Regions from separate parts of the Oryza sativa genome. Here region 1 is linked to region 2. Evidence: chromatin contacts called from public HiCAR-type data. All regions are on one chromosome and are shown on one strand. The core of a region is the stretch at or near the end of the contact, and the rest is flanking DNA. Distances in the headings are between cores, read along the strand shown.

The links. HiCAR-type assays count read pairs that join an accessible place to other places.
Region 1: a contact with region 2 is called in a HiCAR-type map of leaf, with 4 times the contacts expected there. The contact joins the promoter of LOC4346770 here to the enhancer-like site in region 2. A contact is called at or near these places in 7 of 15 Hi-C or Micro-C datasets (leaf, leaf mesophyll and seedling) and 2 of 4 datasets of contacts at active chromatin or transcription factors (both in leaf).

What each region holds. Positions count from the first base shown.
Region 1 is chr9:14,484,919-14,487,675 of ASM3414082v1, forward strand. It overlaps LOC4346770 (L-type lectin-domain containing receptor kinase IX.1), which reads left to right and starts at 1,421. Exons shown (of 3, transcript XM_015755300.3): 1 at 1,421-2,012; 2 at 2,098-2,757. The coding sequence starts at 2,649.
Region 2 is chr9:14,436,245-14,438,944 of ASM3414082v1, forward strand. No RefSeq gene overlaps it. Among protein-coding and RNA genes, the nearest start is that of LOC112936492, 6.9 kb to the left of the region's middle. Within about 2 kb of position 1,312, at least 14 of the 15 cell types and tissues checked have open chromatin away from gene starts, as enhancers often do. A contact at or near this core is called in leaf and seedling, where this site is marked.

The DNA of each region.
Region 1 (2,757 bases), core at 171-2,670, 49 kb after region 2:
AGAAAAAAAAAGCAGAGTCCATATAGAAATACAATTTAGAAATAGCTGAAATTCGGAATTAAAAAATAAGAAATATTAGAAGAGGAGACTACATTCCATATAGAAATACAATTTAGAAATAGTTGAAATTCGGAAATAAAAAATAAGAAATATTAGAAGAGGAGATTAGAGTCCATATAGAAATACAATTAGGAAATAATTGAAATTCGAAATTAAAAATAAGGAATATTAGAAGTAGAGTATAGAGTCCATATAGAAATACAATTAGAAAATAACTGAAATTAGGAATTCAAAAATAAGGAATATTAGAAGTAGAGTATAGAGTCCATATAGAAATACAATTAGGAAATAACTGAAATTCGGAATTAAAAAAAAGAAATATTAGAAAATAAGGAATATTAGAGGTAGAATATAGTCTATATAGAAATACAATTAGGAAATAATTAAAATTCGGAATTAAAAATAAGGAATATTAGAAGTAGAGTATAGAGTCCATATAGAAATACAATTAGGAAATAATAGAAATTTAGAATTAAAAATAAGGAATATTAGAAGTATAGTATAGAGTCCATATAGAAATACAATTAAGAAAAAAATAGAAATCCAGAATTAAAAAATAAGAAATATTAGAAGTAGAGTATAGAGTCCATATAGGAATTTAAAATTAATCTAAAATTTGGAATAAACATAATAAAATTAAAGTAGAGTTTAGAATCCATATAAAAATACAATTTACAAATGGAAGAAGAGCCTAAAGTCCATATAGAAATACAATTTACAGATAACGAAAATTCAGAATTAAAAAAAAAGAAATATTGAAAGACGAGTCTAGAATCCATATAGGTATATAATTTACAAATAACTAAAATTTGATATTAAAAATAATTAATAACTAACACGTATATATAATACAATATAAATATTACACATTAGTAGTTTCGTAAAGTTAGTATAAAATTTAAAATTATATTGTCATTTTAATATATTTGAATAATACATTGAGAAAACATATATGTTATTACATGAGAGAAAATATAATGATGCTAGCTGCGCAATCTGCGCGGGCTACCATGCTAGATCATATAATAGTTGCTTATTATACTATTAATATATGGTCCCATACATACATTGCGTCTTGGAGTCCGCGTTGCAGCTAGCTACAGATCTGTAGTCTAATGCTCTTATCTCTCATATTTTATCTCACTAAAATATGTTTACAGCTGGCTAATAGTAACGTGGACCCTTAGAATTGGATAAAATTTTAGATAGTCGCTTGTCAAACTGCTAAATGATAGGTTTTGTATGAAACTTTCTATATAAAAATTGCTCTAAAATATCAAATTAATCTATTTTTCAAATTTATAATAATTAAAACTCAATTAATTATACTTAATACCATCGCATTTTACGTAATAGACTTGATCTTCAATCTTAAATAACACCACCGAAGTCTCTGACAAGAAGACCCGTGCTCCCCGCCGGCCGCCGGTGGACGGAGCTCTGTGTCAACCGGAGCTCGAGCTGCTTTCCATCACCGGACATGATGAAAGCCTTGATCTGTTGCCGGCAACGTAGTTTCTCTGCCGGCCAACGCGACGGCGCGACATCCCCTAATCACTCTCAATCCATTCTGTGGTAAGGTAGGGCAACCGCAGGTGATTGGAGAGGCACCCTCAAAATCTCAATCCACCCGCCGGCGTACATCTCCGCTACCACCTGCTGCGCGTGGCGTGATGGCTCCAAGCTAGCTTTCCCCGCCGCGCCCGCCTGAGGATCCACACCACCTGCTCGGCTGTCACGGCTCGCCCCACATCGCGCGCAGGATGTTCGACGAATTGCCTGACCCGGACAACGTCTCGCCGTTACGCGTCGTTGACCAGACTGCGCCTGCTTCCCCCGGCATGTGCACGCCCACGCCGTGCAGCTCGGGCTTTTGCTACAGCACGTTCGTCGGGAGTGCTCTGCAGCTCTGGTGCGCATGTCCCGGCGGCGCAGGGTCAGACAGGCGCTCGGTATCTCTCTTCTTCCTCTGTTAGATGTCTTGCCGTTACATGATTCGTCTTGTGCTGATTTCTGTTGGATGCTTATGCTAAACAGGGAAATTTACACGGAGAGACATGTTGCAATATCACTGAACATACCGGGTGGAGATCATTTCTGTTCTATATTGTTGGAGGGCGCCCAGGAATTCTTTGATTCATTCAGATTTTACCATCAGGTTGCACAGATTTGGTTTCTGGTTCATTATAATAAGCAATAAAGCAACAAGATGACCCAAAGGATGAATTCTTTGCATCTCCCATCTCTCCACAGGTACCACCTTTTGGCTCCATTTGCTTGTCTTCTTTGGCCTAACTGGTTTCCTCCACAGCTGCATAGCTCTGTCAGATTATGTGATAAGACCAATTGCATGTCACTTGAAGCCGGTTATGACTCCACAATGCAACATTGTTGCAAGCGTTGGACTATGTGATAAGACATATTGCATAGCCTACTATTAATGAATGGGTTTGGGCCAATTATGAAATGCTAATAGTCCGCCATTTGGAAGGCTTCAACCTGGTTAGCCGGCCGGCCAGTCAGACAGCTACCCCGCTGTCTTGCAAAATTATGGCTAGCAGTTCTCCCAAGCATCAGCAGTGGCAGCAATGAGCTCTCATCGCCTTCTATTCACACAGCTTCACCTCTACAACTTGCTGTTGCTCATCCATGTTCACCATGCTACCTCACTCAACTTCAGATTTGACTTCTCCGAGC
Region 2 (2,700 bases), core at 62-2,561:
AGAAATACCAACACAGGCCACAAGCGCCCTAGCATATACATTGGCCAGTATACCACCGTGTGCGACGAGAACAGGGCCACGCGAGTGCAAAGCCGCATGCATGCGAAGTTCGAACGTATGAGTGGATTGTGTGCAGCCACTCATACAAACCGTACGTCATGCCGGCGGATCTCTTGAAGGTATGCAGTTGGAGGCTTGTGTGCGTCTGGATGCCGTGTCCTAGAGGACTCCCTGTCACATGTGAGCGGTCCCGAAAATCCGAACGGGATTCCCACGTAGCCACGTAGGCGACGATGGAGACGGACACACAGATGACATGACAAAGGAAACGAACAATAAGGAGAGCATGAATTAGAATTGGCGACGTAATCAAACTCGATATGAGGGTTTTGTTTTGATTCGATTAGATCGCGTACATGGCAGATTTGCACGGATATGGGACACAGCTATGGAGGACCGGAATCAGATGACGTACCAAAAAGTTGATAAAAACATTTTTAATTTTTATAATAGTAAAGATAAAGATAAAGATAAAGATTTTGTTTCAGCCGCAACGCAAGAATCGGAGACAACCTTATATCAGACCGTGTCGTTTTATAATTTTTTCGTAAGTATCCGTTACCATCTACACAATCTTGTTTCTGAGGTGTTACACAAAGTTGGAATGGATCATGCATAAATCTTCTGTTTTTTCTTTTCTTGACACGATGCATAAATCATCTTGATCTGTAATTCAGGTGCGTGGGCTTATGGCAGATTGAGGCAGCTCCAACCTTTGGATGGGCCAGTAGTTAATCTCATCGCCCGCACCAACCGCGGTACTAGGCCCACTGCATGCCCTAACCTTACTGTGGGCTTCTTGACAAAGTCTGGGTTTAATTTTTTTTTATAGGGGAAAATCTGGGATTAATTGAGAGCCCATTGTTTTGCAAAGAGATTTTTTTAGAGAGATTAAAAAAAATCAGATTCAATATTTTATAAAAATATACTCCTCCCACCTTATTGTAGGGCGAGGCAAATAAATCGCCCTATGGAAGAGCAGGGTATATGACGTTGCAGCAGGGAAGAGGCCACCTTCAAAATTACCACAACGCTAGTGTGATTTATACCCCACTCTTCCTGACTAGTTGCGGTAATTTTGAAGGTGGCCCCTTCTCGCCCTGCACTAGTATGGTTAATCGCCGGGAGGGACGTGTGTGGGATTTTGCTGGCAGCCCTCTTCCCGGCGATAAATCATCCTAGTGGAGAGCGGGAAGGGACTGTCTACAAAATTACCACGGCGCATCCCTCTCCCCGCTGTCACATCATATGCCTCACCCTCCCCCATGACGATTTGTTTGTCCCGCCCTCCAGGAGGGCGGGAGCAGTATGTTTTTATAATATATTGATTCTAGAATTTATTTTTAAATATTTAAAATATATAAATAAATAAATATTATTTTTACCAAAGCCATTGCAAATATTAGCAGGTCAGTTTAGGAGTTGGGCCCTGACTCGAGTTTAGGAAAAAGTGCACCGAAGGTCCCTCAACTTATCATCGAGTTAGAAAATCATCCCCCAACCATAAAACCAGATATCTGGTGTCCCCCAACTTACAGTACCAGTGTAAACTAGGTCCCTCGATGTTTTGTGACTCCGGTTTTATTCGATGTGAGCTGACTCAGCGTGGGACCCACATGGGCCCCATGTGTTAGCATCTTTTTTCCCCATCCCCTCTCCACCTCTCTTCCTCTCTCCTGTCTTCTTCACGGGCACCGGTGGGGGAGCAGTTGCACCGGCGGTAGCCGGCGGGCGCAGGCGGTGGGGGACGAAGCCGCTCGCGGGCGGGCGGCAGAGTGGCGCGCAGGCGGGCGTAGGCGGCGGGGGAGCAGCTACATGGGCGCCGACGCCAATGGCGGAGGCGGAGGCGGCGGCAGCAGGCAGCAGCTGCCTCGCGGCCGTAATCGTCGTGGCAGCAGCCATGTCTCTGATGAGGCCGCGCTCCTCCAACGCGAGCTCAGCAAGCGGTGGCGGCGGCAGAGCTCGGCCGGGGCAGGACATAAACATTGACTCGCCGGAGTAGTTTTCAAACGTTTGACGGCAAAATTAGCCCCTTGTGCATGCGCTATCAACCCTTTTATCGTTTCACTGATTGATGACGACTCCAAGTTGGCAAGTTCCAGCCTTCCACTGCTGCTGGACCTATGGACGACGAGCACTAGGCACATCTTGTTGTTTATCCTTTTTCTGAACCTCACAATGAGCGATGCTGCTGAAATTCAGCTGCAGATTACAGGTCTCTCTCTCGGTCATGAACTGCCAAATCGATTATGGTTTAGAATGAGATGTGATGTGAGATCGATCGAAACTAGTCCAGCTTTTATATAGATGAGACGGATGATTCGTATGTGCAGGTGTCCGAGGCCAAGAAGACGTGGTAGCAGAGTGTGACATGGGCACGTCTCGAGCAGATGCAACTGCGGCGGCGCCGCCGCCTGTGTCCAGCAAGAGGCTGCGGTGGTGGGCGGTGGTCCTTGCCAACATCGTGGTTGTCCTCGGCGGGCAGAGCGTGGCGACGCTTCTCGGCGGCGGCGGCTTGTGGTTGGTGACAATGTTGTAGTCCTGCGGCGCGCCGCTCGCGCATCCCGCTGCTGCTCTACTTCCGAACAGGCTCACCGGCCCCTCCTTGACCGAGCCCAGCGAGCGGTGGCGGCGGCAGAG